Regions from separate parts of the Mus musculus genome. Here regions 1, 2, 4 and 5 are each linked to region 3. A link is a contact called in public HiChIP or PLAC-seq and promoter capture Hi-C data. All regions are on one chromosome and are shown on one strand. The core of a region is the stretch at or near the end of the contact, and the rest is flanking DNA. Distances in the headings are between cores, read along the strand shown.

Region 1 (5,290 bases), core at 894-3,393, 290 kb before region 3:
GCATGTCCCTGCTAGGGACACGGAACAGTTTCTCACATACCTGTCGGCCATTTGTCTTCTTTTGAGAAACGTCTGTTTAAATCTGTTGCACATTTTTTTTTTTTTTTTTTAAAGATTTATTTATTATTATATGTAAGTACACTGTAGCTGTCTTCAGACACTCCAGAAGAGGGCGCCAGATCTTGTTACGGATGGTTATGAGCCACCATGTGGTTGCTGGGATTTGAACTCTGGACCTTCGGAAGAGCAGTCGGGTGCTCTTACCCACTGAGCCATCTCACCAGCCCCTGTTGCACATTTCTAGACCATCTCATGTGGATTTCTTACTGTTTTGAGAGTTCCTTGTGTGTTCTGAGTATCAGCCTGTTGTCAGATGTTTTCTCTTACCTGGAGGCTGCTTCTGGTCTCTACTCTGGTGGCTGTGCTGTTTCTTTGCTACAGAGGTGCTTTGTCATTTCCTTATGCTTTGGGGGAGGGGGGCAACCCATATTCACTGTGGTCACACAGGGTCTGGTTTTTATTGTTTTGTTTTGTTGTATTGAATAGGGTCTCACTGTATATCCTAGCTGTTTTTGTAGACCAGGCTGGCCTTGAACTCAAAGAGATCTGCCTGCCTCCTCTTCCCAAGTACTGGGATAGAAGGGTATATACCACTGCGCTCAGCAAGCAACCAATCTTCTGACCCACGCACATTCCACACACACTGTTCAGTGCACTGCTTATCCTTAGCAGTTCTGCCTGTAGGAGAATCGCATGATTTACCCTGGCTGGCTCCTTGTCCTCTCAGTCTGTTTAAAGGGCCTCAGCTACAACTATCTAGTTGGTACAACTTTGTATTATTTTTGTTAGTTTTTATTACCAAGTATTCTTTATTGTTGTCTTTTGCCACCAAATTGAATAAAGTTCCAGAAGAAGAGGAAATTTTTTCATATTCTGAGTGGCCAGACTAGTGCCTAATATCCTAATCTGCTGGTTACCATCACAATGACAAAGGCTGAGTTCCTACCAGGCCAGGTCACTGACACACCAGCGTTTACTATGGAGTCTGACTTTTCATGAACACACAGTGTCTGAGAAACCTAAGCCTTGATCATTTAGAAGAAGAAACCCAGTAATCTTAAAATAGTAATGTTAAAACAATTAACAGACTGGAAGTTTAGGATTAAGGAATTAGGCTAGATTAGGAAAAAAGCATAATTTGGAATGATATAGTGCAAGTGTAGAAGCAATATATCTTAGGGCCGATTTTCTGGAAGCTTTATTAATACAGCAGTTATTTCAGATATCTGAACTGGAATATAAAACAGACGTATGTATGTATGTATGTATGTATGTATGTATGTAGATGGGGTCTTGTTACATAGTTAGTTCATCCTGGCCAGAAACTCTAAATTCTTCCCCCTAAGACTCCTGAGTTCTGAGATTACAGGTTTGAACCAACCAGGAGGCCAAGACAAACTTTTTTTTTTTTTTTTTTTTTAAACAAGAGGTACAAGTTAAATCAAGGAATTAAATACTTATTTAAAATTTGTGGGCAAGGTATCTATGTGAGTTGCTAACATTTTATAATTTTAAATCATGTTTCAAGTAAGCTACTAGCCAAATGTGAGATGCCACATTTGTGAGCATTTGTCACTTAATTTGGAATTAATTTTTAATTTTTATTTTGAAATAGTTTCAAATTTAACCAAAAGTTGCAAAAAAATAGCGTGAATGTTTCAACTACCCAATTGTCAGGGTTTTAGCTGGATTTGCTGTATCACATCTTTATCACACAAGCAGAGCATTACACACACATTTTGAAAGAAATAGCAGTTATTCTAGCCTTGCCTTACCTTGGATAGTACTACAGTGTATGATGTGGAAACAGGAGCCACAGAAAAAAGGAGATAAACTCTGACCCTGCCAACTCTAGCCGGTTGGTACAACAGTGTCCTTTTAAGTCACGTGTTCCAGTTTTGTCCAAGAGTGCCCAGGAGTACATGTTGCATTGATTCCTTGTGAATTGACATTGAAAAATTGCTAATAATTTTTAGGTTAGCATGCAAAGTGGTGAGTTTCATTATAGCATTTTCATCTACACATGAGCTGCTGTGCTTTGCTCTCCCCCCTGCCCACACTCGCTCCCTTCCTTCCTCAAAATAGTTCCTCTTTCTGCTCTTACCAAGCTTATCCCATTACTGTCTCTACTTCTCCCTTCATATCTCTTCTGCCTTTCCCATGATCCCCTTTCTAGTTCATGATCTCCCAACATATACACACACACACACACACACACACACAAATTAAAATCTAGGCTCTGTTTGCATTAACTGTTTTCTTATTCTTTTATATATGTGGATGCTTTGCCTGCTTATATGTCTGCACCACGTGCATGTCTCGTGCCCATGGAGGCCTGAAGAGGGTATGCCTCCAGACAGTTGTGTACTGCTATGTGTATTCCAAGAATTGTAGCCAGATCATCTGGAAGAGCAGTCAGTCCTCAACCTCTGAGCCCCTTGGTCTCTTTATGTTTTTAAATCGTTATGTATATACACGTGTATATACACATGGTGCACTCATGGAAGTCCAAGGACAGCTTTCTGGAGTTGGTTCTCTCCTTGCACAGTGGGTTCTAGGGTTGGAGCTTAGGTTACGGGGCCTTCATGGCAGTGAAGTGTTTTCCTCACTGAGCCATCTCGCCAGCCCCAAGGATTCTCTAGTTTTCAAGGTACTCTGATGATAAAAACTGCTAATTCAGTTGTTGCATGTTGATGAATTTGCCCAGTTCTTATTATTTTAAATGTTACTACTATATACTTTTTAAAAACATCTCTTTTAGTAGATTGAATTCTAGAAATAGGAAGATCTATGTCATAAGACAAGCACAGTTTAATTTTTGTTAGCAAATTATCTTCTGACAGTTTGCTAATAATATCTGCTGGAAACACTGTAATGTACCTGTCTTAGTCAGGGTTTCTCTTCCTGCACAAACATCATGACCAAGAAGCAAGTTGGGGAGGAAAGGGTTTATTCAGCTTACAATTCCATACTGCTGTTTATCACCAAGGAAGTCAGGACTGGAACTCAAACAGGTCAGGAAGCAGGAACTGATGCAGAGGCCACGGAGGGATGTTCCTTACTGGCTTGCTTCCCCTGGCTTGCTCAGCCTGCTCTCTTATAGAACCAAGACTACCAGCCCAGAGATGGTCCCACCCACAAGGGGCCTTTCCCCTTTGATCACTAATTGAGAAAATGCCTTACAGTTGGATCTCATGGAGGCATTTCCTCAACTGAAGCTCCTTTTTCTGTGATAACTCCAGCTGTGTCAAGTTGACACAAAACTAGCCAGTACAGTACCCTTTGCCCAGGTAGCAGTTGGCATTTCCAGTCTTGCAGATTAAGCAAATTGTGATAGCTTCTATGTGTTACCTGTGTCAACAACCACTAATAAATTAAGTGATGTGTCTGTGGCTATAAGCCGTCCGTGTTCCTTACTGTTTAAGTGTCCTCTGCATAGTTTGTCCTTTTTGATGTGGCATCTTTTTCTTGATATGGAGAGTTCTTAGGAATGCATGGCTTCTGACGGCCATAGTACAGCCGTATTTTCATCTTTTCTTTCAGTTCTGTGAGATTTTAAGACTTTTATTTTCTCTATGTGTTTTCCATGTATTCTCTATCCATTTTTTTCCTTATGACTTTGGGGCTTTCTGTGACTTTTCTCCTTCCCTCTCCTCCTTTCCCCAGTTGACTGGCGTAACGTAACAAGTTTGACATAAATCCGTCAGCTCCCACAGCTCACTCTTAGTACCTGTAGTCTAAGTGAGCTATAATGTTGTGTCATGGAAACCTGACTAATTTCAGAGAAGAATTCACTTGATGACGCATCTCATGCCCGCTGCCCAGCTTTCCTGACACTGCCTTTGCTTTTGTCTATATTTCCTTAGCTGAGGAAACGTGTGAAGCTTGAAGGGAAAGAACTTGAGGAATATGTGGAAAAAGAAAAACTCAAGAAAGAAGCTGCTAAGAAACTGGAGCAGTCGAAAGAGTGAGTCGCTTTTCTCAAGAGCAACTTCTGAGCTACTCAGGTTAAGTCTGCATAGACTGTAAAAAGAATGCGCTTGTAGGACTTAGCACTCAACGGAAATAACTTAAATTTCCTTAGGGCTCTATGACTTTTATTAAACTTTTTAAATTGCAACAATAAAATCTTTTCAGTGCTAATAATACCAACTTATTAGGCAAATTAATGTGTTTTTACAAAATATTGATCAACTGTTAATATGGTTGGGGTCAATGTTGGAGAGTAACTTATTCATAGTTTTACAAATATGAAGTCAAAGTGTCTCAGGGACATGATGACCTGTTGCCAAACCCTCACAGGGCAGACATCGACTCCAGTGACGAGAGTGACGTGGAGGAAGACGTGGACCAGCCATCGGCTCACAAGACAAAGCACGACCTGATGATGAAGGGGGAAGGCAGCCGCAAAGGGAGCTTCTTCAAACAGGCCAAGAAGTCCTACCCCATGTTTCCTGCCCCAGAGGAAAGAATTAAATGGGACGAGTATGGCGAGATCATCAAGTACGTGAGCAACACAAACTGTCTGGGCTCCATGACTTTGATCTCTGTGGTCACCGTGAGCTTGGCTGCCAAAGTGCCTTGGCGTGAAAAGAACAGAAGGCTTCTGATTTGAAGCTCAAAAGTAGAAATGCTGAGGGCCACTCTGAGCATTCGTAGTAAAGGGAAAGTGTAGTTTCGTTCCTTAGTTACAGGAAGGTTTTAACAAAGACACTTTAGACATCCTTTCCCCCAGTTAAGAGGTAAGGGACATGCTGTGGAGAAAGAGAAAAAGAACTTCTGTTTGTGGTTGTATTTATTTGTAGGAAGCTTTGTTGCTTTGATTTTTTTAGGGAGTAGTTGGAGGAAATGGAGGGAGGCTTAGGGTTCAAACCCGTGGCTAATACACACTCAGCAATTAGTCCACCACTGGGTTACCCTCTGTCACATTGAAGGTTTGTTTATAAGGTGTCCAGCCTGCATCATTTTAAATGTGCTTTAAGTGGTTGTTACTGCTATTGTTATTCTGTGGTTTTTACAACTGGAGATGTTGGCTGTGGGGGAAAAGGAGCTGTAGCAACCTGGGTGCTGGAGAATAAGGCCTGGGTTCCTAGACGTAAGAATGAATTAGAAAGTTAAAATGATGACCACAGGGCTGGAGAAGTGTAAAACCAGCTGTCCCACACTTCAGTAATGCTCACAGGGAGAACTACACACACACATATGTACACTCACTCATAAGTAAATTATA
Region 2 (5,502 bases), core at 1,189-3,688, 320 kb before region 3:
AGAGCTCCCAAGGACTAAACCATCAACCAAAGAGTACACATGGAGCGACCCATGGCTCCAGCTGTAGCAGAGGATGGCCTTGTAGGGCATCAATGGGAGGAGAGGCCCTTGGTCCTGTGAAGGCCTGATGCCCCAGTGTAGGGGAATGCCAGAGCGGGTAGGCGGGAGTGGTGGGGGGAAGTACTCTCATAGAAGCAGAGGGTGGGGGGGGATGGGATTGGGAGTTTGTAGAGAGGAACCAGAAAATGGGATAACATTTAAAATGTAAATAGCTGGGCGTGGTAGCGTGCACCTTTGATCCCAGAACTCAGGAGGCAGAGGCAGGCGGATTTCTGAGTCCGAAGCCAGCCTGATCTACAAAGTGAGTTCCAGGACAGCCAAGGGTATACAGAGAAACCCTGTCTCGAAAAACCAAAATAAATAAATAAAATGTAAATAAATAAAATATCAAAAACAGGTATACCACCATTGCTGGCCAAAAATAATTTTTTAATGCATTGTTTAAGTGCCCTATGTTAAGTTTTAATCCCAGGCTTAGTGGCTGAGGTACCTATTTAACATATGGAAGTGGACCTGGCCTCCAGGTTGTCCCAGCATCCCTTAGTCCCTCCTGTTACAGGGTATGGCTGGTATACCCGGCCCTCTACCCTGAACTCTCCAGAGCATGGACTATGCTGCCCTTCCCCTAGTGGCTCTTGCCTATGTAATCCATACATTTTGGTTACCCACCCTCTTTTTGTATGGTTTGCAACTTTGGCTCCTGGCTGCTGTATTTCCTTCCCTTTTCTCCCTTCCCCTCAGGGTCAAGACCACTCTGGGTTCTCCCAAATATGTCTGCCCCTGGCTCTGCTCTCCCAAATCTCTTTAATAAACCTTCTCCTCCGCCATCCCTAGGAAAAGTCATGTCCTTCCCATTTCTTTTTTCATTCACCCTAGAGATGACTCAGTGAGTAAACGGGCTTGCTAAGAGCCTGAGACACCCGGAACTCACACCAAGTTGGGAAGAGAGAACTTTATAAAGTCCTCCCTGACCTCCACACCAGCACATACACACAAACAGTAACTTTTTTTTTTAAATAGAATGAATGGCAAGAGTCTCATGAAGCAGTGTATACAGTGTTCAAAATATAACATGTTTAAAATGGGTCTTATTCCAAAACCTTTGGAAAATTAATTACAAATGAATGTGGGGAGGGGGCCGGGAGGGGGAGCTCACTCAGTCATAGCACGTGGCCATCATCCCAGCCAGCTCTCAGGAGGCAGAGACAGGACGATGGGAGTCTGGAGCCAACTTGGGCTACAAGAAATCCTGTCACAAACTAACTTGTTCCAGTTCCAAAACACTCAAAATGTCTTCTTAAGAGCACTTCATTTAACAACGTCCTTAGATTCACATCATTTTTGTCTTTTTGTTGTGCGTGGATTTTAAACACTATGAGTCAATGCTCCTTTACAAGTGATAAAAACAAAGGCCTTTGCTCCCAACGAAATAATAGTCTCAACTAGCAACCCTCTCCAAACCTAAAATGATTATGAAACATGGTTGTCCGAGAAACACCCAAATGACTTGATAATTGTATGCGAACATAGACCAGTTTCTCAAGATGTCACAGCAATACTTTTAAGCGTAGTCACTTAGGAATTAAGGTGAGGAAGAGACTAAGCCAAATCACACAGTAGAACGATTCTAATCTATCCATAATACCTAAAAACAAAGCTGGCCTCCTGGTCCGGAAAAATGGGAGAACAACCCAAACATCCCCGTAATAAAAACTCTTATGACGACTTCCCTCCGGGGTTTCCTACTTTACTTCCGAAGTGTCAGGCCCTTTAATGGGAAAGCCACGGTCACAACTGCAGAAAGACGTGGGATGGATAATCAAGATCTAAATGCATGGAGCATTCCATTATAGAACTGAGTTGAGAGAGAAAGTTGGATCTGCCAGAGGACAGGTTAGGGGGCGTGGGTGGAGTTGGGAAGGGTCCGCCAGGTGCTGAAAAGGCGACTCGCTAGACTAGACCCTAAGAGAGAAGAGAGAAGAAACCCGAAAAGGTGTGGCAAGTGGACAAGGAACGCCCGCGCTAATCCTCCGGGTGAAGCCCCCCGAAATGCCCAGGCTACCCGCCCGGTCTTCTAGGGCGAGGGTGCCGGGAACGCATGCGGGAGGCTTCACGAGCGGAGCCATGGGGAGAAGGCAGGAAGCACCCCTCACCCAGCCAGGTCGGGATGGGGGCGCTCGGGCCCCGCCTGAGTTCCTGAAGCGGCGTCGCTGCTCCCCACGCCCGCCGCCGAGCCGAGGACGGCTCCCCACCGAACGCCCACACTCACTTTCTCGTGGAAGATGGACTCCATGTTTATTTGTCTGGAGCCAACGGCCCCGGCGCGGAGCAGCCCCCTCCAGCAGCTCCGCCCCCGGCCCCACCCCTCAGCCCCGGTCCGCCCCGCCCTAGCCACGTGCCTCTCGCCAACCAATCACTACTGCGGGCGCACGTCACGAGGCACGCGAACCCGGGAGCACGGGACACGTGACCTGGGCGGCGTTGGTCCTCCCCGCGGCAAGCGTGATGCTGCGGCGCCGCCTGCTGTGCGGAGGAACTTCTCTACGCGGGACAATCTTGTGATTCTAGGGTTCTAGAAGAGAATCCTCGCAGCCAAGTTTTAGGTTCTTTTTTTTCTTTTTTTTTTTTTTTTCCATCTCCACCTTCTTTGGTCCTTTCTCCTCATCTTTATGTGAGCAACTCCTCTCCCACTGAAGACTTCATTCCAGAAGAGGCATTCTCCACATACCTAATATTTGTGTAAAAACTATAGCTAATGTTTAGTTAGGACTGACTTAGAATAGTCCAGTTGTAAGCGCAATTTAATACGGCATTTTTTGATGTGTGTGTGTCTTTTGTAATATTATACAAATAAAGAAATGTAGGTACGAAGAAATTAGCACAGCACACTGTCCAACATAGTTGGCTGTTGGAATGAATATCAGGTCCTGGGGTAAATACGCCATCTCTGAAGGAGGAAGCGTTGGTGAGGAAGTGAAAAATCCAGCAAAATATTGAGTGGCTCGCGCAGGGGATGGGGGTGGGGAGGGGGGGATTGACAAAGATTAAGCGTTGTATTGGGCGTTGTATCTTGTATGGTGGAACCATTTTAGGTTCTTCAATGTAGCAAAGGCCCAGTCTCCTAAAGGCTCATTGTACCTGAAGGTAAGGAAGGCATATGTTGTGTTGGAGGACAGCTGCTCTATGCCAGCCTGTAGCCAGGGTTACATAGGAGGACCCTGTCCACCACCTCCCTACCGGGAAAAAAAAAAAAAAAAAAAAAGCTACAGGCGGTTAAAGATTTTTAAAACTAGAGACATGGGGTCAAATTAGGATTTTAGAGGATCACTGGGGAACAATACTTGAAAGGCATTTGGGGAGAAATGAAGAGACTCTGGTGGTCAGGACTCCAGTAGTGATTTGAGAATGGAGAGAGACCACTTTGAAGCTTTAGGAAACAGAAGACTTTGATGAGGGACTGGGGTGGGATGGGGGTATTGTTAGGAAAGACTTGTGGGTTTCTGCTCTAGGTACCATGTAAAGCAGAAGTGATACTCCAACCAGAAATACTTTACAGAATGAGTAGGGTCTTGGGAAGAGAAGAAAAGGCTTTTAATTTAGAAAATACTGAGCTTAAATATCTCTGCAACTAAAGGTACTTATGATGGTTTGTATATTCTTGGACCAGGGAGTGGCACCATTTGGAAGTGTGGCCTTGTTGGAATAGGTATGACCTGGCTGGAGTAGGTGTGTCACGGTGGGTGTGGGCTTAAGACTCTCACCCCAGTTGCCTGGAAGTCAGTCTTCCACTAGCAGTCTTTGGATGAAGACTTAGAACTCTCAGCTCTGCCTGCGCCATGACAGCCTGGATGCTGCCATGCTCCCACCTTGACGATAATGGACTGAACCTCTGAACCTGTAAGCTAGCCCCAATTAAATGTTGTTTTTTTTATAAGACTTGCCTTGTTCATGGTGTCTGTTCACAGCAGTAAAACCCTAACTAAGACAGTCCTTCTGTAGAGTGATAGATGACAGGCCTGGAGTTTTCAGAAGCTGTTTTAAGCTGTGAGGTGAGAGTCATTGCTGTTTAGAAGGGCTGGAGAGATGGGTGTGTCCTTAAGAGCATTTGCTGCTTCTCTTGTACAGGACCTGGGTTTGATTCTCAGAACCCACATAAAGGCTCACAGCAGTTGGTAACTCGAGACTCAGGGGATCTGTTGCTTCTGCAATGTACCTGGGATGCACAGGGATGCTCAGACAGTCACGCAGGCAAGCACCCCTACACATGAAATATAAAGAAACAAATTTAAAACACAAGGTAACTAAAACCATAAACGCTGAGTATAATCTTAGAGAAAAGGAAGAGATTGAAAAGAGGATGGAGAGCTAAGCCCTGAAGATAGAGCAGTAGGCACAAAGGGTGCAAATGCTGCTGAGTGTACTGAAGTGGAAGGCCCACGGGGGAATGCTTCAAGGACAAGTCCGTGTCACATGCTCCCAGGAAGTCCAGGGGCAGAAAGACTCAAAAGAAACTGCTCAGTTTTGTTGTTGAGATCATTTTTGTGAGACAAGTTCAAGAAAAGAAAGGAAGTGAGAGGCAAGAAAATAAAGACTGCCAGTGACAACCAGCTAGCTAATTCAAGGAGCTGCCATATCATTTGTTGACTATTTTGTATGCAGTTTCCTCTTGAGATAAAACAAAAGGTAGAGCTGTCCTTATTGGAGGGAAGCTCTTTACCACAAAGGATATTCTAAAGGGAGATGAAGTCCATCATGCAAGGAAGCTAGTGAGGTCATAGAATATTCTAAGAACAGGGAGAACATTTAGTCTTACAGAAGGGTGTCTTTAGCTCAGAAAGTAAACAACTAGGAGGCTTCAGGAAGTCCCTGAAACTGACAAGATTCACTAGGCTCCTCCTTCCCCAAGCATACATAAACAGTAGGACTACTGAGAGACACTCTCCAAGAAGCAGAGTTGCCTAGAAGAGGCTCACATCAACTGAACTGCCTGCAAAGATGAGCCACATTGCCTGTAAGGGACATTTCACTCTGTTAAGCTATCTGCAAGGTATGTAGTGTGACCCATGTTTCCAGATTTTGTGAGCTGTTGACTTGCTGGAGTGGGCTTTGGTGTCATTTCTGCTCCAGTTAGTAATCTCAATAAAACTGATTGGTTCACCAAGTTGGACTTTGGTGGTATCAGTTCTCTGGGTAGATGTTCACAGTTCTCCAGGAACAGTGTCACACAACATGGGGATAGCCTATGTGCTTAAGGAATTGTGGCTTAACCAGGAAAATACAGCCTCCTAACAAGAAAATGCAGTGTTTACTAGTGTTTTGATTTTTTTTTAAGATGTAATTGTTCAAGTGAGTATATGAAGCTGGGCTACTATAAGTGGCTGCACAGGGTAAATTACCATCAGAGATTAAATGCTCAGTTATGGAGTCTGGGGAGTCCAAGGT
Region 3 (4,991 bases), core at 1,658-4,157:
GGGTAAAGCTCCTTGCTGCTATCTGGAGTCTAAGAACACTGGGAAAAGGCTTTAGCTATGTTAGAATACAAATCTTAAAAGGCATTTACTATAAGGTAATACTATATAGAGTGCACGTGGATCCATACACTAGACTAAAGTGGATTTGGAAAATTAATTTTATGGGTTAGGGAAATAGCCAAAGATCCGGGAGTAAGTTTCCTTGAAACTTTTTCCTCATGAGAAAGCTTTTAGACTTTCATCTGTCAAGCTGACTCCACCGGAGTCCCTGGCAGGGGAGGGGTGGTTGGGAGTGGAAAAGGAAGAGGGTCTAGACAAGCAGACTGCACATCATCACGAACAGTGTCCACTCAGCCTTCTGGAATCTTGGCAGCCCCACCCCCAATCAGTTATCATCAAGAGTATCTCCATGGTGCACACCTAAGGAATTGTGCCTTTACAAAGCAAGTGAATGGTCAGCCTTCAGGAGGCCTCTGTTGGAATAGGAGAAAGGCCTGCGACTGTTCTGTGGAACTCAGGGTATTAGGGGGTTGTCTAGTGTCAGAGCTGCGCCCTGGAGAGGAGCCTATGGGGTCTGAAAGTGTAGGGTTACTCATATCAGCCTGAAGAACTGGCAAGTAGTAGGATGGTCCACTGACCTAGATCCAAGGACACCTAGGAGGAGCTTGTGGGCTTATTGGAGGAACCACAGCCAAAGATTTCTCCCTGAAGGGATGCTCTCTTCCTTCTCTCATCTGTGCTCATCTATTACAGATGAGCAATGGAATCTCTGAGAAAGCTGTACTGGCTGTTGCCTAAAGAGTCCTGGGACTGGATTTGAACACGTGACTGCCTTCTGTGCCCAGCTTTCAAGCAGAAAACTACAGGATTGTTGACAGAGATGATAGAGAGGTGACTGTGGCTCAGGGAAGAGCTAACCTCGGAGAAGAAATGCCTATAGGGCCTGGTAGTGCCCTGAGGGGATGGCTGGCAGCAATCTGAGTGCTCGGTGGGGAAGTTGTGTAGGTCAGAGTGGCTAAGGTTGCTCCCTGGAGACCACACTTTTTTGTGCCTTCCAAAAAGAAAAGCTAGTTTGATTGGGATGCAATTCAACAGCTTAAAGTGTATAATTTGATGGTTTTCAGACACAGCCACAAAGTTGTGCAATGAATACCACAGTCAATTTAAAAACATTTTCATCACCCCCAAAGAAACTCCATAGCCATTGCCAGTTGCTCCCCACTCCCCGACCCCACCCCACCCCACCCCACCTCTAGCGAACACTAGTTTACTGTTTGTCTCCGTGAAATTGCCTACTCTGAACACTTCATGCAAAAGGAATGTGTTTAACGACTGGCTTCTGTCACTTAGCATGCTTTCAAGACTCATCTGTGCAGAAGCACCATTGTTGGGGCCCCATTCTTTCTGTGGCTCAATAACAGTCCCTGACTGATGATCCCTGATCTTATTTACATATTCATCGATTGATGAATGCTTGGTTGCTCCCACATACTGGCTACTGTAAATTGTTTGTATTTCTTTTCTTTCTTTCTTTCTTCCTTCAACATAGGGCCTCTCAGACACATGCCAGGCAACCATTCTACCTCTGAACTCTAGCTCCAGCTCTGGATAACACAAATAAAGGCTGATATGAACAGTCATATATAAGGTTTTGCATGGACACACTATGATAGATAGCTTTAATTTGTCAACTTGACACAACCTAGAATCACTGAGAAGAAATTCTCAGTAAGGGATTGTCTGCATTTAGTTAGGCCTATGAGTATGCTGGTGAGGGACTGTCTTACTTAAGTTATTGGTGCGGGAAGACTCAACCCACTGTGGGCAGCACCATTCCCTATACAGGGTGCCCTGAACTATGTAAGAGTGGAGAAAGTGAGCTGATCACAAGCCAGGTAAACATGGTTACATTCATTTCTCTTTGCTCTGGATGTCATGTGACCAGCTTTTTGACATCCCCCCCCTCCCCCTGCCTTGACTTCCCCATAATGAACTGTAACCTGGAATTGAAAGCTGAAATAAGCCCCTTTGGGTACGTAGTTTCCCCTTCTGAGGAACTGCCAAGGCTGCTTCCCAAATCAGCTGGCCCATTTACCACTCCCAGCAGGAGACTGTTAACTAAGCCTTTCCTCTCACTTCCACAGGCTGATTTGGAGGAAATGCCAAAAGAGAAGTGGTTGTGAGGGTGTGTGGACACTCTAGCACTCCTGTGTAATCGTGGGTAGAGGCCAAGGATGTGGATGGAAGTTGGGTTACTCCTACAATGCACAATGCACAAGACAGTCCCAAGCACAAAACATTTAATCTGTCCCCAGCAGTCTAAATAATGCCCAGGCTGGGAATGAATTAAACAAGGTGATATCTTGAGGTCCGCTATTACCTGGTCTCACAGGCTTAGCTAGCTCAGGAGACATTTTTGAGTGTCTGGGCGCTTAAAAAAGGAGGCATTACGACTCGCGGTTGTTGTGTAAGCTAGCAAGTTTTCTCCTTTAGTCTCTCACTGGGTGCTGTACTCAGCACAGGTGCCTTAGATGTCAGGCTTCATGGACGATATCTGCTTTGTTAAACAGTGATCTTATCAACAGAGAAGGTATCAAGGAGAGACAGGATGGCCACCTGTCAGGGACGTGGAGGAGGTGCCCCGCCTTGGGGGCGGGAGTGGGTATGGGTCGTGGCTCCCCCGGGATGAAGGAGGTCCCATTTGGGCCGTGGGCCTCGTCACCTGCCAGCCCTGAGTGCCTTGCTATCCGGTGCCAACTTGGAGACTTTCCTGTGAGTTTCGCTCGCAGGCTCCGGGCGGCCACAGTCCGTGCTGTCCTCGACCCCGGCACCGCCCGCCGCCAGGCCCGGCCCTAGGGGCGCGGCCCGGCTTCCGCGCGCCCCAGGGGGCTCCCTGCTACGAGCAGCCACGGCCGAATGGCTTCTGACAAAAAACCCTTGACCACCAAGGCCGGCCTCTTCCTGCGAGCCCCGCGCGCTGCGATCCAGGAAGTGGAAGGCAGCGGCCCCGCGCTTCCCCACTGGGCGCGCGGCTGGCGGCGGCGCCCAGCCCGGCCCTCGGCGAGGGACAGCGCCAGCGCCACGCGGAGGTCGCTGCGTCCCCAATCGCCTGCCCCACGATGCGACGCGCCGAAGCGCCCTCGAGCGCCCACCCTGCCGGGTAAGTGGCAACCCGTGCCCGCCGCTCCCCAGGTGGCCCGCGTCCTGCCTCTTTTGCTCAGCTTGATCCCCGAGAGCCCTGGGTGCTCCGGATAGGGCTACGGGACGTCGTGGATGTCATGCTGAAATGAACACCCCCCACGAGCGTGCGGATCCCCCAGCAGGGACTAAGGGTGAAACTAGGTTCTGCAAGGAAAGGGGGCGGCCTTGGTGACTGCCGAACTTGGCCAAACTTTCAAATCCAGACTTTGTTAGCGGGGGGGGGGGGGGGGGGGGGGGGAAGCAGTGCACAATGTGCGGCTGGGAGGGTTTGGTGTGTTCGAGCCCGAGATGTCCGTGTAGCCATGGCTCTAGCCTAGGCTGAACTTTGGATGCAAGCACTCGCTGCCCTGGCCCAGCCAGCCCCATGCACCACGAAGCACCGCTGCTCTGCCTAAACCCCAGCTTGCGCCCTCAGGTTCTGGGACCGAGAGTGGGGGTGGGGGCGGGGGTGGGGAGTAGGGTGGTAGATAAGAAGCACCTACAACTTTAGGCAGGCCCATCCAGCAGCTAACTCTCTGCCTGGAGGATTGAGGCGCCACCAGATCCCATCTGCCACCCCACTGGATCGGCTGGGGACCTTTGGACTGGCCTTTGAAGAGCCTGGTGTGTGAGGAGGGTCTAGAGTGCTCGGGTGCAAATGATTGGCGGGATACCCAGACGCAGATGCAGTCTGAAGTGTGTGAAATTAAATGGCTTGGGAACAACCATTCGGAAGGGATTCCTACTTTTGTGCTCTTCCCTACCCCCCACCTCAAGACCTGGAACACTGCCCAGAGCTACACAAGGTTGGGAATGTCCTGTCATCCCGCCCAGCCCAGTCCTAAGAGAAGATCGGGAAGGGTGGGGTTTGAAGCTGCACCGAGTAGAAAGCGATTTCTGCGAAAGTCTTCTAGCACTTTCTGAGGTGCCATGGATGATGGACGAATCTGGGGTACCATACTTTTTGTATTTCCGTTTAAAAGTCCCGGGCCTGATCCCGGATGAATTCCCGTGGCTGCCTGTTTTAATTCTGTGACCTCATCTCTTTGAGCTTCCACTCTTTAGAACAGGAACGCTATCTGTACACATCTTGTACTCTCCAGGGTTTGGGAACAGTAGGGTGTAACTGGCCCCCATTCGGATAGGAGGGACTGGGATTGTCCTGGGGCGGGGGGTGGGGGGGTGGGGGGGGGCTTGGCTGCCTCCTTCCTCCTACCCCCAATCCCAGCTACAACCACAGCCCGGAAATTCTGTGTTGATGTTTCCCTTGGAAGTGATCTCTGTGGAGACAAATGTCATCTGCTGGGAAACTGGGAATTCCGATGCGGAAGGGGTCTCCTGGGAGCAAGTAACTGCTATACCCTGGGTGGGAAGGTAAAGCCGGCTAGAAAAGGAGGGTGAGGAATCAGGTTCTGATCTCATCTACTTCCCCATTTTCCCCAAGGATGGCCTGGCCTGACCCATTTCCTCCTGCCTTTCTTTGTTTACCTCTGTACCAGTGATTGATTTCATTGTGCCTCAGTTTACTAACAAGGATAGTCAGTAGTCACTGCTCTTCACAGGCTGTTTGGAGGGGACATCCTCAGCTGCTATTATGATTAGCATCACTGACATCTGTTGGGTGGGCCCCTTCCTTTTGCCAACTGGGTGATCTGTCTGCCTCATCTGAAACTCCAGAGTCCTATAACCCCTCCCTCACTGGGATTGAATTGGATGAATTCTAATGGCCTTGGTCCCTGCTCAGGGGCTGGTCCTTTTTAAGGTCTTTAAAACACCCTGCACCTGAGCCTCACACCTAAATACTCAGGGAC
Region 4 (4,927 bases), core at 40-2,539, 370 kb before region 3:
GAATGGGTGAGTAAAGGTGTTTGTCGTTCAAGCAAAGTAAAAGGAATTCCATCCTCAAATTCCACCTAAAGGGGAAAAGAGAACTCCACAATGTTGTCTACTGGCCTCCACACACGGGCGATGAGGTAGACACTCATGCATATGTGCATCATTTACACACACACACACACACACAGAGAGACAGACAGACAGACAGACAGAGACACCACAATATTTTTCAAGTTTTAAAGTGAGTAAAGGTAGGTAAGATTCTCAAAAGATAAAGTTCTCCAAAAGTATGGGAGAATGTGCCATCCTACACAAAACTACGTTTTCAGCTGCAAAGTGTCTTCAAGATGAGCAAAATTAGAAAACAATTGAATAGAAAAACAGCCCTATTCCCCTAACAACGTGCTAAAGCCAGATCAAGTGTTTAATCTTGAGTAATTAATGTTACAAAGTATTTGGGGGGAAGGAGGGCAATTGCCATACTTTAGTTGTCATACTAAAGGAATAGGATCAAAGTGAGATCAGCCCCCAAACTATGGGCGAAGTAAGTAATAGGCATGGGCCACCCAAATAACCCTATTCGGCATAGAAACAGCAGGTCCACTTCGCTGAGCTATCCAGCGTATTCAATGAGGGGAGAGGTCCAGAATTCTCCACCGTGGTCCTGAAGGCTGGAAAAGCGGCTACGGAGGTAAAGGGAGGAGAGCAGAGAAAAAAGCGTGGAGTGACTCCTTCGGGACCCGTCCGCGTCTGCCGACCGACCGGACCCGGAACCAAGTGGATCCCAACCGAGCCCCACCGCCCTCGCTCCAGCTGTTACCTGGCACATCCTCCGTGCCCTCCAACAGCATATCCTTCGTGAAGTTCGAAATCTGGCCAGTGAGGGAAGCCAGGCTGCCCCCTACTTGACCGAGAGACTGGCCCAAGCCGGAGCCGAGGCCCCCGAGCCAGGACGACATCGCTGCGGGTGGACACGTCCTCTCCAAATGTCCCTGGACGCCGAAGCTGGTGCGGATCCAGACGCTGAGGACTCGCAGGACACGGCACTCCCACCAACGGCCGCGTCAGAAAGCCGAGGCCCGGCCTGACGCTTCACCAAGGGTTCGCCGTTGTGGACACCGTGGGCCCCGCGAGGCCTCTGCTCATTCCCACGGCTTCCCGCCGTGCGGCTGCACTACTTCTTTCTCAGCTTTACTGACTTTCCTCAGTTTCGTGGGCCAGTCCTGCCAACTCAACGCCGGCCGCCATGACACTGCCGGGAAAGCGGCAGTGACCATAGAGAAGCTTCGCGATAGCGTAGAAGGGCCGCTGCCAGAGGCGTCCCGGGCGCGAAGGACCGTGGGATCGCGGAGGACCAAGTAAATGGGCCAGCCAGATCCGTGACTTCCGCGTAACCTGCGGAACTTTAGGTGGAGACCGAAAAGGCAGTGGCGGCGGCGGTGGCTCTTCCCACCTGCGCAGCTGCTTTTGTTTGTAAGAGGAAGTAACCCTTGACAGTGCCTTCTGATCCTGTCTACAAGAGCTATTGCATCGCTAGGATTCGATAGGGTCGTCCCACCCCACAGGGAAGCAACCTCAATCCATCTGCATTACTCTATTATCCAGCGTCTGCGGATATAAGAGCATCCGTGCCAGAGGGTTGGAAACGAGGCTACAAAGCTGAAAAAGCGGGTTGCAATTCAAATGTCCAGGCAGAAAACCCTTGTTTTGGTGTTTGTTTTCAGTTACCATGCACTTAAAGGATTGTGGGATCCCATGACCGCCTCTCAAATGATCCCTCTCTGAATAATTTTCACCAGATATCTATTTGAATTTAGGGGTTGCCTCCGAGGGTTTTTCAGCTTCCGTGTCCCAGAACAAGGAATTGGACAGAGACACGTGGCTAGTAGTAAGGAAGACAAGAAAATGAAGAAAAGACACACACCCAAGAGAAGCAGCAGGCCAGAACACTGTCATTGGGGGTGGGGTTGACGAGCTACACTTTCAGCTTGAATGATGGAGAATTTTTGGTGCTGAAGATCAAATCCAGAGACTTGTACAGGCATTGAGGCTTTTCGGCTTAGCCACATCCTCAGCCCTTGTTTGAGATAGGCTCTCCTATAATCCAGGTTGGTTTTGAACTGATGACCCTTCTGCTTCTACCTCATGAGTACTGGATTACAAGAATGTACCATCATGCCCAATACAGTGTTTTTAAGTGTAGTATATATAGTCGTCAAATGATTTAACATGTCTACTGTTAATTCTGGGCACTAGGGAATGTTAGGGAGAAAGTAAAACAGGGTAAGGTAAGGAGAGTATGGGCATGCCACAGTAGGTTGAGCCCTGGGGATGTAGAAAATGGCTGAGGACTCCACAATAAGATAATCTTGCATAGAGACTTGAAATGAGCAAGTGAGAGATACAGCTATGGGGGGGGGGCGCTCCCATATAGCTTATCTAGACAATAAGACATAACTGAGTATAATAAAGTCCCTTTGGCTGGAGGCCCCTGGCAATTTTGAGAATTTATAAGAAGGCAAGGATGGCTTAAGAATGAATTGGGGAATATTTGTAAGTATGGACCCAGAAGGCATGAAGAAGTTGAGTCCCAAGGGCCCAGTAGCCCATGAACAGGACTCTGGCTTTTATTCCGTCTAGAATGATGAGTGATGAGTGACATGAATTTAGTTGGGTTCATGAATGACTGAAAAGTTTAGCAACTGTAATCTCCTTTTTTCTGTAGGTATAAATCCTCTAAAGCTCCGTGTCTGCTGGAACATGGTCCAAGAATGAAATCCTGTGAGAATTCTGGGTGCTTAGGAGAAAACTCTAAGACAAGACCAGAATCTCATGACCTTATAGGGGAATTTTAATCCAACACCATGGGTGCTCTGACAAGGGATCACATCCAAAGATCTTCTAAGCCCACAGGAACTGGGCAGAATACAGAAAAACCCTGGAATACAGTATGGTCTGGCTGGAATACAGACACACCCTTAGTACACACCTCTAATCCCTAACATGAAGATAAGGCAAGTTTGTAGAAGGAAGCAGCCTTGTTTGAAAGTGATGTCTAATTAAGGGACAATGTGACGAACCAGAGAAAGATTTGACAGAATGAGTCAGAGATAGGATACATCCAACTCACAGAACAGCAGAGGAAAGAGGCTACGAGAGAGAGAGAGACAGAGACACAGAGACTGAGACAGGGAGACAGGTGTGTGTGGAGATTTTACCAGGATGGTTTTACAGAAACAGGTTAGACACAAGTGATGACAGAAGGAGCCAGAGAATGAGAAGGAGCCAGAAGATTAGAACATGTTGCCAAAGTGAAGTATAAAGCCAAGCAGAGCAATTCAGTCAGAAACCAAGAGAAGACTGAATCAGTCAGCTTGGAAGATTAGATTGTACGCAGAGGCTTGAAGCTTCCTAGCCTAGGCCTAGGGATAGAACAGGCAAACACTCTGGGCTCAGCCCAAGCCCTGTATTCACACAGCTTGGCTACAGCTCTCATGTCATCCCTTCATCTGAAGAAATGAGTGACATTTACATGACCTCAGCTTCCTCAAAACCCCTGAACTGGAATGTGCTTATGTGTGCCTCCCAGGTGTAGTGCATTGAGTGAATTTACTTCAGATTATTCATTGCAACTGGCTGTTGGTATTTATTTAAAAGCCTCTATGGGAAAAACACATGTTCTTGCATGGTGCTTGCCCTTGTGATTGACTGTACACTTTGCTCATGTGCCTCTTAATCTTCATAGTATGATGTCTGAAGACCGGAATAAAGTTGTCTATTGCGTGAGATTTTAGTCTGCCTCATTTTACAGCTCCATTCTCCAGGCCTCACCACTTCTAGAGCAGTAAACACACGTCGATAAAGTCACAATGTGCTACAAAATCAATGGAGTTAATGAAGAAGATGCAAATGTAAGATTTGCACCATTTTTTAGGACAAATGAATGATAACATTTGGGCTAACATCTAAATAAGTGCTTCTCAACCCTCTTAATGCTGCAGCCTTTTACTACAGTTCCTCATGTTCCTCATGTTGTGGTGTAATGTTGCTACTGTTAGGAATCTGGCTAGAACCATAATGTAAATATCTGATATGAAAGATATGTGATATCCAATCCCAAAGGGGTTGAGAACCGCCCCCCCCATTCTAAAACTTCATTCAGGGTTTTTTTTTTTTTTTATAGCCCAAGATCCTTAATGTTATACCCCGATAAGTAGTATGCTATCGTGAATGTACTTCAAAAAAAAAAAAATAGGAGATCATGAGAGGAGACTGTCAAAAACTGGGCTGAAGAGATAGCTCAGTTAAGCAACATGCTTGCTTCACAGACATGAGGACCTAAGTCTGACTACCACATCCACATAAAAAAGGTAAGTCATGTAGCATAAGTATGTGCCACGCTGCTGGAGAGACAGGAAGGGCACTGGGGCTTGTTGACCAACCAAGCAAGCCTAACTGGTAAACTCTAGGTCAGTGAGATACCCTGCCTCAAAAAAGAAGTATGGCTTTCCTGAAGAGAGCACCTGAAGTTGTCTTCTGACTGCCACATGAACACACATACACGCACACAAACATGAATATACATGCATTAAAAAAAATTATCAGGGGCTGAAGAGATGGCTCAGCAGCTAAGAGCACTGACTGCTCTTCCGAAGGTCCTGAGTTCAAATCCCAGCAACCACATGGTGGCTCACAACCAACCCTAATGAGATCTGACCCCCTCCTCTGGGGTGTCTGAAGACAGCTACAGTGTGCTTACATATAATAAATAAATAATTTTTAAAAATTTATCAGAGCCCAGACATAGTGGTGCATGCCTTTACTCCTAGCACTCAGGAGGCAGATGGATCTCTGTGAGCCCCAGGCCAGCCTGGTCTACATACAAGCTCAAAGCTATCCGGAGTAACATGATGAGATGTTGTTTCAAAGTGAGATGTCT
Region 5 (5,649 bases), core at 1,014-3,513, 460 kb after region 3:
TGTAATTTCAGTGGCTTTCAGATTCACACTATAAAAACTTTTGTTCAGCCTAGTGTAGTTGTGCAGGCCTTTAATTCCAGCACTCAGGAGGCACATTTCTGAGTTTGAGACTACCCTGGGTCTATAGAGTGGGTTCCAGCACAGCTAAAGCTGCACAGAGAAACTGTCTTAAAAACAAAGCCAAAAAATTATTTTCCTTCAAATGTAGTATTACAATGTATACAAAGATCAAATATTTTATTATCATTTCTTTATTACTCCAAGAAAATGATATTTAGAAGCAGACGTTTTGGCAACATATCAGATAGTCACAAACCTAAAACTAGTTGTAGAACTGACCACAGCATTCAGTTGTGCTTTTTGATTGCACAGAATCGATAACTGATTTTAATAAAAGAAACTAAATATCTTAACCAGCCTTGGCTCAGGGTCTTCAGCATAAATGTGGGCAACACCTGAAAACTATTGATAACTGATAGCACCATCACATATGACTATTAAACATGCATATAAACTTTTGACTTGCTGGGACACTGTACTAGCAGAATGGTCTTTTGATTTAAATAATTATCAGTGTAGAATGACATCATTTTTATCAGTAAAACATTGGGGAGACATTCAGTAAACAACACGACAAAGGGCGAGTTACTTTGGCAGCATAAAGAGTGGATGGGCTGATCTCTGCAATGAGCTCTTCCATCTTGTTCTGCTCATGACAGCCTTGGGTCTTGGGTCAAGTGCAATAGCCTTCTAATTCGGCCTGAAGGAGGACCTCTTCTTCTTCGGCCTCCTTATCTTTTATCAGTGTCAGCAACTGCAGTAAGCCTGGGGCTGGGCTACCCTCCGGCAGCCCAAGCTCTCTTCGAACTGATTTGTGGACTGCCCCAGCAATGACTTGGTCTAGACGGGCCTGATTCACAACTTCTTTCTCAATTGCTCCTTTCTGAACCAGTTTCTGCAATAAAGGCTCCAACCTTAGAACATAGGCAGACAGCTTTTCATCAGTCTTCTGATAAGTAGTAAGGTATTTGACCTGCAATGCTCTAGGATTATCAATAATCCCAAATATTGTCTCAAGCGTCTTCAGGCATTCTGCAACTGTAATGAAGGGGTTGTTTATCTTGAGGACTCGAATAATTTCAAATGCTGGACCTCTAAGGCTCTCTATCAACCGCCTTCTTTTCTCTACATCTGACACCTGCCATGTTTTCATTACTTGGGAAGTATGAAACATCCAAGATTCAAATTCTTCCTCACCTGGTCCTGGAGGATCCCTGCCTGAGAACACACTCAGCTTTTTGTACCTCAGATACTGCAGGGTAGGCTTAAGGGCCTCATTTAATGCCTGTGCTAACATGGGTGCTCGAATTTCAGGGATCATTATGCCCGGGTCTAGGCCGAGAGGGTCATTCCGATTCCCAAGAACTCTGGTTAATTCACCCATCGTCATGCCCTCCCCCTTTAAAAACTCATTTAATCTGCACAAAAAGTCACTATCAGTATCAGGAGGCTTAAAGATCACTCTCCAGACACCTCCTTTTGCAGGTATTTCCTTGGGGACCAGGGCACTGCCAGTCTCTACTGTAAGCCCAATCAGGGCTACATTCTTGTTCTCATCCCTCCTGAACATCCTCCCAAGCAGTCTGTGTTCCCCTAAGGGAGCAAGGCCAGCCTGCAGGGCCTCCTCTATGTCTGCCACTCCGCAGGTCGGAGGGATGCCGGCAACCAATAGTGCTTTCCGAGGATTCATATCCATCCCTCTGCACCAGTCTTCTAGAAGTCTCAGTGTCATGGTGCTCAGAGTATTTAAATTCTAATTCGACCAGGGCGCCGCCGCCGCCGCCGCCGCTTACAGTGATGTGCGTGCTCGTCTCTTTAACACGCAGAGGTCCGGGAGCCTGAGAAAACAGAGCATCCACGTTAAGTTAACCGTGTCTGACTCCCGAGCAGTTCCTCCGCCCACCCGCCACAGGCGCTTAGAAACGAACGCCATCAGGATCACCTGCCCGTAGATACATCGCTTGGGTCCCGGAGAGGACGTCTGACCTTTGCGGGGTTTAGGAGAGACCCGGGCTCCCCGCGCCCGCCTCCCGGCCGAGGGCAGAAGAACGACCGCAGCAAACGCCTCAGGGAACAGACAACCGCCTCTGGAGGCGGCGCGAAGCTGACAGCCTGACGTCATGAGAGGCCGGCGCGCGTTTCCGGCCCTAGACGGAAGCTCTGAATGCGGCGGTATCCGGGACTGCGAGCGGGCGGGCCACTCAGGACAGGAAGGTGAGACCCGGGGCTGCTCGGCTTGGCTGTCAGGCTGGCCCGGCGTCCGGCCGGGAGCCGAGCTCGGGCCTCTGCAGGCCAAGCCTGGCGCCACTGCCCAGCTCAGCTCGGCGGCGGGTGCAGTGGGGGGCGGGCCCGGCATCTCCAGGTGGTTCCCCCCGCCTGGGGCTCCGGAGGGCGACGGGGCCCGCCGCCGCCGCGTGACCAGCCGTAGTCACGCTGAGCTTAATCACTACTAGCTCGTGCTCCCGCCGCCGCGCTCACCTTCTTCAGCTGCGCGACCCAGAGGGTTTCTCTTAAGGTGGCTTGTTCTGAAATGCCAAAGGCACCTGACTGTTCAGAACTGAGTGACTCTTGCTCGCTTGCAGGGGGAACAGGAAGATTTTCGGGACCACTGTAAGTGTTTGAAAGAGTTACCGTCTTAACTTGGGGACTCCGACGTTGGTTTAACGAGTAGAACTCAACCCAGTGCCCACGTCTGAAATAGTGTTAAGCCAGAAAGCATTTCAACTGTCAAGAGCAACGTCCTGTGGGGAAACTAGATGTTTCATTATCTGAAACGAAGGTGTACTGGGTCTACTCAAGCAAGAAGTGATGATTCATTCACTCTGGGGTTCACATAAATAACAGCACTCAGTAGACACTGAAACCAGTATTTTTATGTGCTTACAACTGTTATATAAAACCACCTGTAAGCTGTTTACAGCTGTTAAATCTTAAAATGCTCGTGCTTTTCAGAACTCTTGAATTTAAATCATGTGCACTTGGAATAGTTGCCATGGCAACATTATTAGACCTTAACAATAATTTTTCTGTGTTTGCATTGAAGGCACAGAGCATGGAGAATGATGAACTTCCGTCAGCGGATGGGATGGATTGGAGTGGGACTGTATTTGCTAGCAAGTGCAGCAGCGTTTTATTATGTTTTTGAAATCAATGAGACTTACAACAGGTTGGCTTTGGAACACATTCTGCAGCACCCTGAGGAGCCTCGGGAAGGAACCACATGGACACACTCCTTGAAAGCTCGGTTACTTTCCCTGCCCTTTTGGTTGTGGACAATTATTTTCTTGATTCCGTACTTACAGATGTTTTTGTTCCTTTATTCTTGTACGAGAGCGGATCCCAAAACAGTGGGCTACTGTATTATCCCCATATGCTTGGCAGTTATCTGCAATCGTCATCAGGCATTTGTCAAGGCTTCTAATCAGATCAGCAGACTACAACTGATTGACACATAACACCCATCACCGGTTTCCCTTATTGTAAGACTGCCAGCACTGTATAGTGGCTGACCACAAGACTGCAGTTTCTTCACAGGTCTCAGGAAGTTGTGGTGGAACGAGACTTAAAAAGTGACAAGAGGACTGACTACTTTATCTGAATAATGACTTTTTAGGTAAAGCCTGAAATATAGTACTACACAATCATGTTGATGACTTCAGAGTTTGGAAGTAAAATAGTGGCTTGTAACCTGCAGTCTTTAGAAACTTGAATAAGCGCCTGAATTTTTTTATTTCTATTCTATGTGCAACATAGTATGATTCAGAAATTTTTCCATTGGGGAAAATATTTCCATTGTGTTAAATGTAAAAAGGTCTGACCATGATCATAAAATTTAAATTTTATACAATTACTTTGCTTGCTTTAAAAATTTTCAGACTAAGACACTAATCCTGCTTTCAGTTTACATGGAATTGGTAGAAAATTAATGAGATGGCTATCACCTTTCTGTTTTTTTCGGGGGAGGTGGGTAGGTAGGGGAGAGTGCTGGGGATAGAATCTAAGCCTTTGTGCTTTTCAAGACAGTTACTCAGTGTGCCCTGGCTGTCCTGGAACTTGCCCTGTAGATCAGGCTGGCTTCAAATTCTTGCCTGCCCCTGCCTCCCCAACAGCTGGGATTAAAGGTTTGTGCCACCACCAACCCATTGCTTTTTGTACTTTTACCACTGAATTACATTTCCAGCCATGATGATGGCTATTTAGATACACAGAATTTGTTCTTTTCTTTTTGGGTAATGGCTATCTAAACCACTAATCTATAGTTCTTTGAAAAACTATGTAGGAACTGAACAGATGAAATGGTTGAAGTCTAGAAATAACACAGACACCAGGTGTACCAGCACAGATCACTGAAGAGATATTGTTCCTTTCCTGGGTGAAATCAGGGTATCCAGTGGTAGTAGTACTAACACATTTCACACCATTTTAATAACCATGGCTTTTGAGTCATTGCTTTAGAGCTACAACAACAACCTTATGAATGAGAGCAGCACTTTAGCCTGATGCAGTTCCTCACCACTGACACAACATCCCATGCTGTGTACAAACATCAACTATTTACCTGTGTATACTGACTCATACCAAAAATGAAAATGAGTTTTAGTGAAGGTTTTTTTTTTTCCCAAATTGTACCATCTGGGAGCTTTTTGTGGTGCTAAAGATCAAACTGACATCCTCGAACATACAAGCCAACTCTTAACTACTGTGTTGTATAACCCTAGTCCTAAAGTTTCTCAGCAACCTCACTAACTGCTGTATTTGAACAGAGAGGCTAAAATTCCATGGCAAAATTTAATCTTTTTTGGTTGTATCTCAAAAGCATCAGAATCTACTTTATGAACTCCTGGTGGTGGACCATGCCCTTGATCATGCTAGCACTTGAGAGGCAGAGAGACGAATCTCTGAGCTGGAGGCCAGCCTGGTCTACATGAAAAGTTCCAGGACAGCCAGAGCTACAAAGACAGACCCTGTCCCCCAAAAAACCCCCCATAAGACAAAAACCAAAACCCACAAACTCAAAAACCAACTCAGTTTAGTTGCTGAAATAACACATCTTTTGCTATAATATATTCAGTATTTCAGGGAAACAGTTTGACAAAACTACTTCTGTGAATCAGGTGCATCTTTTGAGTGCTTTTAATATGCATGCTGCAGAAATGTTTTAGAAGTATTCTTCACCAACTCTTTACTCCCAATACCAAGGCAGCTGTTGCTACTGGGACAAGTGCCATTTTACAAGACTGAAGTATTCAGGAATTAATAACCTGTCCATGGACAGGGTAAGTAACTGGAAAAGCCAAGCTAAGAGCCATAGGCAGGGTATGGTGGCACATTCCTGTAATCTAGCATTCAGGGGCAGATGCAGGTGGATCTCTGTAAATCTAGTCTATGTAGTGAGTGCTAGTACAGTCAGCTACATAGGGAAACCCTGCCTGAAAACAACAGTAAAAAATCAGATGAAGTAAGATTTGAACCCAGGATATCTATCTGGCTTCAGATTCCATCTCTGTACTTAAGGAAAAATGATTAATTAATGATAATTAGTATGGAAGTAGTAGCAATTTATTTTTATTTTTGTCAAGACAGGGTTTC

Evidence for each region. HiChIP or PLAC-seq counts read pairs in DNA pulled down with a chosen protein or histone mark. Capture Hi-C pulls out chosen DNA fragments and counts their contacts.
Region 1: an H3K4me3 HiChIP or PLAC-seq map of bone marrow-derived macrophages shows a contact between it and region 3, with 4 times the contacts expected there. The contact joins the enhancer-like site here to the promoter of Rin3 in region 3. A contact is called at or near these places in 16 of 39 promoter capture datasets (the 3T3-L1 cell line, 3T3-L1-derived adipocytes, the C10 cell line and 9 more), 5 of 484 Hi-C or Micro-C datasets (LSK cells, bone marrow-derived macrophages, conventional dendritic cells and 2 more), 7 of 115 datasets of contacts at active chromatin or transcription factors (bone marrow-derived dendritic cells, bone marrow-derived macrophages, cardiomyocytes and 4 more) and 2 of 9 other capture datasets (adipose tissue and embryonic stem cells).
Region 2: a contact with region 3 is called in an H3K27ac HiChIP or PLAC-seq map of bone marrow-derived dendritic cells, with 4 times the contacts expected there. The contact joins the promoter of Atxn3 here to the promoter of Rin3 in region 3. A contact is called at or near these places in 5 of 39 promoter capture datasets (the C10 cell line, the HPC-7 cell line, cranial neural crest and 1 more), 1 of 484 Hi-C or Micro-C datasets (CD4 T cells), 2 of 115 datasets of contacts at active chromatin or transcription factors (bone marrow-derived dendritic cells and pancreatic cancer cells) and 2 of 9 other capture datasets (adipose tissue and liver).
Region 4: a contact with region 3 is called in a promoter capture Hi-C map of liver. The contact joins the promoter of Trip11 here to the promoter of Rin3 in region 3. A contact is called at or near these places in 2 of 39 promoter capture datasets (neutrophils and pre-B cells), 1 of 115 datasets of contacts at active chromatin or transcription factors (pancreatic cancer cells) and 1 of 9 other capture datasets (liver).
Region 5: a contact with region 3 is called in an HNF4G HiChIP or PLAC-seq map of pancreatic cancer cells. The contact joins the promoter of Tmem251 here to the promoter of Rin3 in region 3. A contact is called at or near these places in 3 of 115 datasets of contacts at active chromatin or transcription factors (bone marrow-derived dendritic cells, extraembryonic endoderm stem cells and pancreatic cancer cells) and 1 of 9 other capture datasets (liver).

What each region holds. Positions count from the first base shown.
Region 1 is chr12:101,992,893-101,998,182 of GRCm38.p6, forward strand. It overlaps Cpsf2 (cleavage and polyadenylation specific factor 2), which reads left to right. Exons shown (of 15, transcript NM_016856.3): 9 at 3,927-4,027; 10 at 4,363-4,563. Among named protein-coding and RNA genes, the nearest start is that of Cpsf2, 20 kb to the left of the region's middle. Within about 2 kb of position 2,144, at least 56 of the 459 cell types and tissues checked have an H3K27ac peak or open chromatin away from gene starts, as enhancers often do. A contact at or near this core is called in the HPC-7 cell line, adipose tissue, bone marrow-derived dendritic cells and 3 more, where this site is marked.
Region 2 is chr12:101,955,805-101,961,306 of GRCm38.p6, forward strand. Atxn3 (ataxin 3) reads right to left here and starts at 2,439. Exons shown (of 11, transcript NM_029705.3): 1 at 2,330-2,439. The coding sequence starts at 2,353.
Region 3 is chr12:102,280,167-102,285,157 of GRCm38.p6, forward strand. It overlaps Rin3 (Ras and Rab interactor 3), which reads left to right and starts at 2,908. Exons shown (of 10, transcript NM_177620.4): 1 at 2,908-3,160. The coding sequence starts at 3,120.
Region 4 is chr12:101,911,882-101,916,808 of GRCm38.p6, forward strand. It overlaps Trip11 (thyroid hormone receptor interactor 11), which reads right to left and starts at 1,290. Exons shown (of 21, transcript NM_028446.1): 1 at 809-1,290. The coding sequence starts at 947. It overlaps Gm20036 (predicted gene, 20036), which reads left to right and starts at 786. Exons shown (of 2, transcript NR_152255.1): 1 at 786-2,096; 2 at 2,714-3,772.
Region 5 is chr12:102,741,497-102,747,145 of GRCm38.p6, forward strand. It overlaps Tmem251 (transmembrane protein 251), which reads left to right and starts at 2,264. Exons shown (of 2, transcript NM_177140.4): 1 at 2,264-2,670; 2 at 3,104-3,910. The coding sequence starts at 2,591. The coding sequence ends at 3,515. It overlaps Gm20604 (predicted gene 20604), which reads right to left. Exons shown (of 2, transcript NM_001142939.1): 2 at 1-1,898. The coding sequence ends at 1,876. It overlaps Moap1 (modulator of apoptosis 1), which reads right to left and starts at 2,165. Exons shown (of 2, transcript NM_001142937.2): 1 at 2,047-2,165; 2 at 1-1,898. The coding sequence starts at 1,792. The coding sequence ends at 734.